Linked DNA regions of Mus musculus: region 1 is linked to region 2. Evidence: chromatin contacts called from public HiChIP or PLAC-seq data. All regions are on one chromosome and are shown on one strand. Each heading gives the region's core, a stretch centred on a gene start, on an enhancer-like site or on the middle of the called end of the contact. The rest is flanking DNA. Distances are from core to core; before and after follow the strand shown.

Region 1 (5,863 bases), core at 3,249-5,748, 59 kb after region 2:
TCTTTTATAATAAAACTACCATCGTTATCCATGCAGAAATGTGTTTCTCTAATCTGTTTTATTTCCATTTCCAAAGTTCTTGGCTCTTCAGGTTTTGTGCCCCCACATTCCAACAAAAGTTGGTTTGAAACTATAAGATTTAGAAATATTTTTCATGGGTCATGAAAGACAGGTCAAAGGCTACTGTAGCTTCTGTTCACCCTATCTCTTGTCCTTTTGTGTTAGCTGAAGAGGGTAGCCTGGCCTTTTAATATCAGAGAAATTGTGCTATCAGTTTCCAAACTGTGAAATCAAATTACTGAATTGTGATGTGCTAACTATTAATAGCAGCAGTTGAAGAGAGATGCTCTCAGTTTCCTGAAATTATTCCTGTGGCCCTACCTTCTACAAGCAGTGCAGCCCCTGGGTGACCTGGTTTAAAATTCTCCACTGCTTTTGGGAACTGCATTATTTCCTGAGCTTCACCTCAGACCAGTCAGCAGTGGTTGCCTAGAACACACTCTTCTTAAGACATATACACACATAACCATATATAGGCTCACACACATACAGATTACACATACCAAACATACTGGCATACATATACACACATATACATATAGTGCACATGCACACATACACTCTCTCTCTCTCTCTCTCTCACACACACACACACACATATAAAATTTAATTTAAATATTTTGATTTTTATATGTTTAAGGGAGATGACTGAAAAATCCTGCTTCAAATACACCACAGTAATTCAATATATATTTTTAAAAATATCATGTATATTCGAAGTTTTCATCAAACATTCCTGTTCCTTTTAAACAGAATCCTCTCTTTCCCTGGTTAAAGAATCACAGAGCCCAAGGAATTCCTCTGAGGATGTCGCAGCTTTTGCTGTGGTGCACATCTACACACCAGTAATAGAAACACATGAAGTGGTGGCCCCAGTTTATTTCTCAATTAGAAGCAAGTGCTAATAGATATTGTCCAAACTGTAGCTGAGGTATCTTGACACTGGTTTGTCATTCTCTGGGGGTCCAGCCATTTATTTCCCACACAGCTCTTTTTATTCTACTGATTGCTTTGACATCAGGAAAACACAGGAAGACACGTTGACTCTGTCTTGTCATGTTTTGCTGCACATGGAGAGGCCTTTAAAAGCTCAACCTTCTCCTTATTTTTTTTCCTCTCTTGTGCCCATCACCTTCCAATACACTGTTCGGTTCACCCAGTGTTTCTGCTTCTCCACTCTCTGGCTGCCTTCAGCCCATCAACTTATGATCAGTCTTCCTTTTTATTTATTCCACAAACTTTTTTTCCCCTGCTCCATCTGTATAACACTGGTCACAAAATAAAAAATAGAATGTTCTCCCCTACAAGTATCCCAGCGGAATCTTAACCGGCTTCTCTTCCTCCAGCTCATTCCTACCACTGACTCACCTTGCACATCAACTGCTAATTGAACTTTGTATCCTTACAATTGCATGCCCCCCCTTAACTTCCTACTTAAATTGTTATCTCTTCCTTGGTACTATCAAAACTATCAAAGCAATGGTTAATAGGCCTTTTGCTTTTTCATCTTTTCACAGTATAGTTGGTATAAATTTGATGTTACCGATATTCTGGCATATTAAGTACATGGAAAATGATACAATTACTAGTTCTGTAGGTAACAAGATATAGTAGGCTAAGAGAAGGTTGCAATGCTTTCAAGTTGTTTACAGTATTTCATTAGAGATCAGAAATTTCATGTCATTAGTGTTGACATGGTAGGCACCACTGCAGGACATTAAATGCTCAGGTTTTTCTTGTATCTGAACTCGTGGTGGTTGTGTGCTTGCTAATGCTCATCTCACCATTTAGACCAGTGTAGTTAACAGTAATTCCCAAAGAAGAGGATATTTTGTATATCATTTGAGTTTTAATGCTTTAAATAAAAACGGAAGGATACCATTTATAACACTGGGAAATCTTTAAAACTAAGTAACTTTCCACACTTTTTGAGGGCCTGGGGAAATGGCTCAGTGTTTGAACTGCTTGCCATGTAAACATGAGGATCAGGGAGTGGATTCCCAGCACCCAATAAAATGTTAAGTGGCTCCTATAAATCCAGAAGTGCTAAGAATCATGGAAACCCTTAAGCAAGCTTGTTAGCTAGAGTAGCTGCACTGAGAACCTTGGGAGTCAGCAATAATCAATGTATTGCTACCTTGATGTATAGGGTAGAGAGAAATCAAGGAAAACAACTGGTGTCAACCTCTGTTCTCTGTGTGCACACACATGTGTGTGTATCTGTATCTGTGTGAACATGCATGCAAACATACATGCCATGTAACCCCATTTATAGATCAGTAAACATGTATGTACCTAAAAATTCCTGTTTTTTTTTTCTCATGAGAAGAAATAGCATCATACTACTATGAAAAGGCTTAGAGACAATGAAGATAAGCATTTGTGATAACTAGTGAAATAATGCATTGCTGTAACACCCCAAGGTCAGTTGCCTTTGACCTTCATGTAACATGAGGAAGAAACTAACGATTAATGCTTTTGACCCATTCTTCCAGTTTCTTCAATAAACAGGACCACACCTATACAAAAACTAAGCAGTTACATTAGAATTTACATTTTATTTTGGAACTGATGACCTACACTTGTTTATATGTTATTTCACAGATTAATCAACATATGCTTTCCATCCTTAGGGAATTCTGAAATGGCATCATACTTTGAGATGGGTTATCTATCTGAACTTTGTTATATTCTCTATTTTTTTCCCCCATGGTGTGTTCTGTAATGAGTCACATGTTCTTGACTAGGAGGGAAGTAGGCTCAGGTTATAACAAGATTCTTTAACGAACATTCACCTTCTCCAATGATGAAACCCAGTTTAGTTCCTCCAAAATTCCCCCTCTGAGCTGATTATTCAGGTGGACAAGAGCTATAAGAAATGCTTTATCAAGTGATCCAAGAATGAACTTCCTAGTTTCTTATGTGACTACAAGTTCTACCTCAAATACTAACCTCGAGTGACATCTTTGGATCAACATTCTTACCATGTAAGCTGTCAATGTGCTCTTGTTTTAAAGGATAGAGAAGTCAGTCTCATTTTTTTTTTTTTTATCTTTATGTTCCTAAACAAAGGTTCTCCTTTTTGAAGAAAAAGGAGGTCAGATAGGAATATATAATCTAAGGCTAATTAACGTCTGAACTGCACCACAACTCTCCTCTAGCACACAGACATTTTATACTGTAAGATACTCAATAGGCACTGAAGATTATATAAGAACACATTATCTAAAGTTCAGTGTTCAGAATCAACATGACTATAAATGCCATGTCAAAGTTCAATGCATTAATAGTTTTATCAAATATTGTTAAGAGCTCCAAAGGACATATTGCCATCTGTGAAGGTATCATACATGATCCTTGGCCTAGAGAGGTCTTCAGCAACAAGTGAATTACCTAAAATAAACAATTAAAAATAGGTGCACTAATTTCTCATGCTTTGTGTCAAATGTGAGGTGCATTCTCTGAATACTGTAGGAATGTTGGGGAAGGAAGTTTAAGTGTACATTAGGTGCGGCAGTTGCAGGTGGGACAAAGTTGGATGAGTGGCTAATGTCCACATGCTCAAATGCCTGACATTCCACTTCAGAAGGCTTTATTTCATAATCAATCTGTACAAGATAGTCAAAACAAAACAACCAACTTACCAAACAACAATGATAATAAACAACCTTGTCCATGTGGTGAGATATATGTAGCCCATCACACTCTCAGAGGCTAGCTCCAGGCATGTCTGCATGAGGTAGGGGTAGACAGAGGCAATATAGAAGATTCATGACATCTGTGCTTGGCTCTTGCATATGATGATGAGGTACTCAGGATTAAGATGAAAAAGAAGAGATGGTACCATATTGCCACAATCTGTGTGGTGAACAAAAGAAAGGTTGTGATGAAAAAAGGAAAGCAAAGAATGAACAACATAATCTTCCTGAGAATTACCTTCTCTTTTTTATGATTTTGCCATGTCAAAAGGTGGAGAGGCAGCCATAGCTGACCCTGAGCCAAGGAGACATTGAACCAAGGAAGAGTTCTTAGAAGGGGTGGGGCCTAATTAGCTGGAACAGGAACTTGATAGAGGCCTTCCTGGCAGTGTTGTTGAAACACAGATGCAGGTGAATGATACAGGGATATGGAGCCACAATAGCTCCAAGTTACTCTATATGGAAGGCTTTTGTTTAGCTATGATAAGTTACTAGATGTGGATATGTGTGCCCAGCAAACTGTAGGCATTTTGTAACTGGCTGACATCTCCTGAGCATGGTACAGTAGTTTTACTCATCATAGTATATGTCATGATTGATGATGATGATGGTGGTGGTGGTGACGATGATGGTGATAGCAAAGACATCCTAACCCCAATTCCACTGCTGTGTTGTTCTAACTTATTTGCCACTTAGTGACTCTGCCAAGTTGACCTGCACTTTCTGTTCCTTGTTTGCTTATAAGACATAGTTCCTCCCTCATCTCTAGGAACTGCCTATGGTATTTGAAGACCAGCTGCGTTAGTGTGTAGGAACAGAGTAAGATATCAGAGGTCAACTTTTATCAACAGTTTCAGCATTTACTGATAGTTGTGCTTCTGTTTAAATTGCAGGAGGAAATTATACACATCTATACAGAATTATGAGTACCTAGATACCGATTTTTACCAGTTGATACTGCAGTTCAGACTCTAGTATATGAAATAATAAACTCTTAGTGAAGGTAATATGTTTATTTGCTTGTTCTTTTCATAGTGGCATAACGTTTGATTGATAATAATATTTAGATGTGATATTATTTAACAAATTTACATGTGATATTCTTTAATGCTTTTTTTTTTTGGAAGAGTATATTGCTTTGTGAGGGGTGTATATGGTTATGCACTAGTGTGTGTGGTTACACAAACTGTTTTTTATTCCTTGAGATAGAGTCTCTCACTGGAAGTAGGCTGACAGCCAACCATCCCCAGAGATTGTCTTGTCCCTGCCCTGAGCAGCACTGTTACATCCAGATTTTTATGTAGGTACTAGAGACTTGAACTCACATCCTGATGCTTGTATAACACACACTCTGACACACTGAGCTATGTCTCTAGCCCCTTTATGTTTCTTAATGTTGTCTCTTTTTTCCATAGATGATCAGTTGATAATCATAATGCAGATTTCATTAGTCTTTTTGATTTAATAAGACAGCATTTATTAGGGGGGGTATGAATGAAGGGTCACTTGGGACAATTAGAGATATAAGATCCTGCTTATATATTAACCATGGTTCTATCATGACTTCAAATCTAGAATATCCAAAGCAAACATACAATTTTTCTCTTCATTTAGTTCTTATCTGAGCTACTTAGCATGACCATGGCTGTATAACAAGCTCTTACATGTATGATTTCTTTTAATCTCACAATACATGTCAGGTCATTGCTAAAATTCCTACTCACAAATGATAATGTTGAGGTACAAGGGATTAAATGAATTTCCTATTGTCATTCTCCTCCTCGTCCTCATCCTCCTCGTCCTTCTTCTTCTTCTTCTTCTTCTTCTTCTTCTTCTTCTTCTTCTTCTTCTTCTTCTTCTTCTTCTTCTTCTTCTTCTTCTTCTTCCTTCTCTCTCTCTCTCTCTCTCTCTCTCTCTCTCTCTCTCTCTCTCTCTCTCTCTCTCTCTCTCTCTCTCTCTGAGTGTGTGTGTGTTTGAGACAGGGTTTCTCTGTGTAATAGCTATGGCTGTCCTGTAAGTCACTTTGTAGACTAGGATGGCCTTGAATTCATAGAGATCCATCTACCTCTGCTTCTCAAGTGGTGGGACTAAAGGAATGCACCACC
Region 2 (5,601 bases), core at 201-2,700:
CTGCTTTCCTGACATCCTTGGGTTGTTGGTGCTATTTAAGTCTCTTCACCTCCTCAGGGGATGGGATGGGCTGTTTGTCACTGTCATTTCCCACAATGTTTTGACCTAGTCACAGTGAAGGTATATTTAAATTTAGGGTAGCAAGGCTGGGTGTGGTGGGGCACACCTTTAATCCCAGCATTCGGGAGGCAGGAGGCAGGCAGATTTTGAGTTCGAGGCCAGGCTGGTCTACAAAGTGAGTTCCAGGACAGCCAGGGCTATACAGAAAAACCCTGTCTCGAAAAAACCAAAAACCAAAACCAAAAACAAACAAACAAACAAAAATTTAGAATAGCAAAGGGTTTGGAGTCTTAAATCCACTTAAAGTTGAGTTTGGGTCCACCTGTGCTTAGTAGACCTTCTCATTCTTTCTGTTTCTACATCATGTAGATGTCCCAGGAAAGACCACAGCATCTGTAAGCCATGTTTAAAGAAATCAAGAAGATACCACACTTTCACAGTTCATGGTGTTTGGTACAGAATATTTGTTATGATTCATTGGTATCATGATCACTATTTTCATTTCTGTGTAAAATAAGGAATTACACGTGCAGTCTGTTTTAGGTCTCATGGTATTAAAATAAAACAAAATATGTCTCAGAATTTGGCTTTATGTGTGTGTGTGTGTGTGTGTGTGTGTGTGTGTGAGCCATGTGTGATGGATATGTGTCTATGTATGGGTGTACATATATGTGGAAGACAAAGAACATTGCGGCCTGCTTTGTCATTTGCAACCTTATTTCCCTTAAGAAATGGTCCCCTCCCGAGGTTGCCTGTTTCCATTTTTTTCTGCTGGCCCTCAGTGCTGCAGTCCCAGAATGTCTATCTTAACCTGAGCCTGAGTTGTTCTGAGGTCTCACCACAACCCCACGGAGTCAGCATGACTATGGACCTGAAGTCCAACTTGAAGAGACAGCATCTCTACAAATGCTCTTATCAGCCTGCCACCTGTTTCTCCTGTGTGTGCTTGGGTACACGTGCTACAGAAATAGCGATGTAAGGGGTCAGGAATGAGATGTCTCTGTGGGAAAAAGCAGCCTTTCGGGTTCTCAGCATTTTGCCCAGCTGCTTTGCTACTCTTTTTTTTTTCACCAGAAACTTCTGAGGCTATTAAAATCTATTCCTAGTGATTAAAAAAAAAAATGGTAGGGACTCAAAGGCTCTTTTTCAATTGCCACATGTCTGGCAGATCCTACCTAAACACCCAGTTTTCTCCTTTTAAAATTTTCTCTACCAGTATCAAAACAATCCTACTCATATTTGTGAGGAAATAAATCTCTGCCTTGCATTCTGTGTAGGGAATATAGCAAGACAGATAGCCATCTGGGCTAGCCTGTTTCTCTGGGTTTTGGCTGCTTTAAGAATCTGGCTTCTTGGTAAGGGGGCTGGTCTATCCTGGGTGTGGGAGGAGGGAGCGGGAAAGCTGACCTGGGAGTTCCTTTTAGATCAGACAAAAAGAAACCAGGAAGTTAGGAGGAATTATTACAGTCTGTACAGCTCAGGATGTTAAAGGCGATAACCTCCACGGCCTGGTTATTCATTAGCAAGAAGGAAAGCTCCGGAGAGAGCAGAACTCTCTCAGCTGCAGGCTTGAAGCAGGGTGAGAGCAGCTGGAGCAGGCCGGGCTGGGAGCTTGTTCCTGGAGTTAGTCTCTCTCTAACTTTTTCCGGGGACAGAGGGAGAGGTGGCTGTTCTTTGTTCTCAAATGTCCCTCTAAATAAAACCCTTTTTATTTTACTTATTGTTCGGTGCCCAGGCAGTCAGGAAGAAGCACCTTCCCACTGGACCTCCAGCTCAGTCCTCTCTTGGTTTTGCCTCAGGGCAGCAGCTACAAACAGAAAGCCAGCTGTGAGTGTCTTGGCCAAGCCCAGATCTGCCGGAGAGAGGAGAGATCCGAAGCGGGAGGTATGGTGAGTTGCAGCTGATTTGGAAGCTGCCTGGTGGAGGACCGTGGCTCTGTACAGCTTGTGGGGAGAGGACTATCCTCTCCTACAACTACTAAGCTAGAACAACACCATGGGCAGCGTCTGTGTGAGACTCTGGGCATACCTGCAGCCTTTTCTCCCGTGCTGGTCTCAAGAGGCAGACAAGTCAGTAGTAATTGAGAATCCAGGGGCCTTCTGTCCCCCAGAGGCTCCCAGGTCACAAGAGCCCGAGAGAAGCCATGGCCAGTATTTTGTGGCTCTGTTTGATTACCAAGCACGTACTGCAGAGGACCTGAGCTTCCGTGCCGGCGACAAACTCCAAGTCTTGGACACTTCGCATGAGGGCTGGTGGTTGGCCAGACATTTGGAGAAGAAGGGAACCGGCTTAGGTCAGCAGCTACAGGGCTACATTCCTTCCAATTACGTGGCGGAGGACCGGAGTCTCCAGGCAGAGCCGTGAGTAGCACCGGCCATACTTTTTTCTTGATTCTTTCGGGGTTGGATACTGAACTCTGACTCTCCTTCCTTCCTATCCACGGACTCTCATTCACAGATCGGTCCAGTGTATGGAAAGGCATTCTAGAAGCTGTTAATTGAAGCATGTCTTTCTCGCAAAGTGAGAGAGAACTGCTAAAATGACTTTGATTATAGTGGGCACACCTATGGTCCATCTAATACTCTCCCTCTGCCTCACTTTCAATAGAACTACATTTTCATTTACGGGCAGCTATAGTCTCTCCTAAACCTACTTTCAAATCTAAAATCGGAGGCTATTTGTTTAGTTAGTGTAAACTTTCCAAGCATTCCAAACTAATGCTACAAATCCTGCAGTTGACCACAACCATTTCCATTATGGTAGGCTCACAAGTGGGCTAATTTACAAAGACAACAAAACAACTACACAGTAGTAGTTTTTTTTTTTTTTTTTTTTTTCCTGGTGAAATCATAACAGAGAAAACTTTCTTGGTGTTCCTAGATCCTGAGGTATATTCAAATTACGAAAATAGCTTTTGGTTTTTAGGATTAAAAAGTGGCCAGGTATAGACAGCAAATTTTAAGAAGAAAAATCACGGAGATATTTCTTTCAATACTAGACTAAGATTTCATCCTGAAAAAGTGATTTTAGAAGGGGGGCCGATGATGAACACATCTAATTATTGCTTTTTGCCTCAGTTCTAGTTATCTGTCTCTGATCGTGGAGGTTAAACAATGATCTAACCTTGTAAGAAATGGACTACAAAAGGTTGTTTAATACATCTTACAGACGGAAATGTCCCTGCAAGCTCAGGTTCTGAAACTTTTTCTCCAGCTGGTGGCGCTGCGTTTGAAGTCTGTGGAAGCTTTAAGAAATTGTGCCTGGGTGGTGGGCAGGCCTCTGCAGAGTGTAGCTAGCCTTTACTCCATCCTGCTCCTGTGTTTACTGCTACACCATACAGTCTGTCACATGCTCTTTCCACCCTGAACTTAAGCACTATGCCTGCTGTCCCATGACAGATTAAAACCTTCAGTAACTATGAGCCAAACTAAATATTTCCTCCAGAGAAAGAGGGAGGGAGGGAGGGAGGGAGGGAGGGAGGGAGGGAGGGAGGGAGGGAGGGAGAGAGAGAGAGAGAGAGAGAGAGAGAGAGAGAGAGAGAGAGATTGAATAATTCCTATGGTTTATGATGCACAAGGGAGTTCATTTAGTATTTGCATACTTCCTACAGTTTATGGTACAAAAGAAGAAAAATTATAAATTTATTTAAGCCACATCCATTCATCCATCTATCCATTCAAAGAGCAGACATATTGGTGGGTAGTTTAGGGCTGTGTGACTAGAAAGTAGATAAAATGAAATCCTTGTTTTTCTAAATAATTACATTTTTGAGTAACATGTTTTTCAACAGTTTTCTACTTTAATATGTCCATCTATCTATCTATCTATCTATCTATCTATCTATCTATCTAACTAATCTATCTATCTAATGTATGTGAGTACAATTTTACTCTCTTCAGACAGACCAGAAGAGGATATCCAATCCCTTTACATGGTTGTGAGCCACCATGTTGCTGGGAATTGAATTCAGGACCTCTGGAAGAGCAGTCAGTGTTCTCAACCATCTCTTCAGCTCCATAAAATGTAATCTTAACAATGGATACGCAGAATCAGGTAGATTAGAAAGCAGGTAAAGATTCAATATTGATGATGAGTTTCAATGAAATCTACTACAGGAAACATCTTTTGGGAAATGGGCTCATAGTAAAGAAGGGCTCCTTATGGGGGAGCTCACTGGGGCTCCCCTCATGTCCTCATCTAGAATTTTTTCTTTCCGAATAATTTCCTTTATTATTATTTTTATTACGTATTTTCCTCAATTACATTTCCAATGCTATCCCAAAAGTCCCCCACACACTCCCCCCCCACTCCCCTACCCACCCATTCCCATTTTTTGGCCCTGGCGTTCCCCTGTACTGGGGCATATAAAGTTTGCCTGACCAATGGACCTCTCTTTCCAGTGATGGCCGACTAGGCCATCTTTTGATGCATAGGCAGCTAGAGTCAAGAGCTATGGGGTACTGGTTAGTTCATAATGTTGTTCCACCGATAGGGTTGCAGATCTCTTTAGCTCCTTGTATACATTCTCTAGCTCCTCCATTGGGGGCTCTGTGATCCATCCAATAGTTGACTGTGAGCATCCACTTCTGTGTTTGCTAGGCCCCAGCCTAGTCTCACAAGGGACAGCTATATCACGGTCCTTGCAACAAAGGCTTGCTAGTGTATGCCATGGTGTCATCGTTTGGAGGCTAATTATGGGATGGATCCCTGGATATGGCAGTCTCTAGATGGTCCATCCTTTTGTCTCAGCTCCAAACTTTGTCTCTGTAACTCCTTCCATGGGTGATTGTTTCCAATTCTAAGAAGGAGCAAAGTGTCCACACTTTGGTCTTCGTTCTTCTTCAGTTTCTTGTGTTTTGCATCTTGTACCTTATATCTCGCTATACTAAGTTTCTGGGCTAATATCCACTTATCAGTGAGTACATTTCATTTGAGTTCTTTTGTGATTGGGTTACCTCACTCAGGATGATGCCCTCCAGGTCCATCCATTTGCCTAGGAATTTCGTAAATTCATTCTTTTTAATAGCTGAGTAGTATTCCATTGTGTAAATGTACCACATTTTTTTGTATCCATTCCTCTGTTGAGGGGCATCTGGGTTCTTTCCAGCTTCTGGCTATTATAAATAAGGCTGCTATGAACATAGTGGAGCATGTGTCTTTATTACCGGTTGGGACATCTGGATATATGCCCAGGAGAGGTATTGCGGGATCCTCCAGTAGTACTATGTCCAATTTTCTGAGGAACCGCCAGACTGATTTCCAGAGTGGTTGTACAAGCTTGCAATCCCACCAACAATGGAGGAGTGTTCCTCTTTCTCCACATCCTGGCCAGCATCTGCTGTCACCTGAATTTTTGATCTTAGCTATTCTGACTGGTGTAGGATGGAATCTCAGGGTTGTTTTGATTTGAATTTCTCTGATGATTAAGAATGTTGAACATTTTTTCAGGTGTTTCTCAGCCTTTCGGTATTCCTTGGGTGAGAATTCTTTGTTCAGCTCTGAGCCCCATCTTTTAAGGCGGTTATTTGATTTTCTGGAGTC

The links. HiChIP or PLAC-seq counts read pairs in DNA pulled down with a chosen protein or histone mark.
Region 1: an H3K4me3 HiChIP or PLAC-seq map of intestinal villus epithelium shows a contact between it and region 2, with 4 times the contacts expected there. The contact joins the enhancer-like site here to the promoter of Frk in region 2. A contact is called at or near these places in 5 of 39 promoter capture datasets (the 3T3-L1 cell line, 3T3-L1-derived adipocytes, embryonic stem cells and 2 more), 1 of 115 datasets of contacts at active chromatin or transcription factors (intestinal villus epithelium) and 2 of 9 other capture datasets (adipose tissue and liver).

What each region holds. Positions count from the first base shown.
Region 1 is chr10:34,537,758-34,543,620 of GRCm38.p6, forward strand. The region is part of intron 2 of Frk (fyn-related kinase); the gene reads left to right. Among named protein-coding and RNA genes, the nearest start is that of Frk, 57 kb to the left of the region's middle. Within about 2 kb of position 4,499, at least 7 of the 459 cell types and tissues checked have an H3K27ac peak or open chromatin away from gene starts, as enhancers often do. A contact at or near this core is called in intestinal villus epithelium, where this site is marked.
Region 2 is chr10:34,481,950-34,487,550 of GRCm38.p6, forward strand. It overlaps Frk (fyn-related kinase), which reads left to right and starts at 1,451. Exons shown (of 9, transcript NM_010237.3): 1 at 1,451-1,639; 2 at 1,796-2,420. The coding sequence starts at 2,056.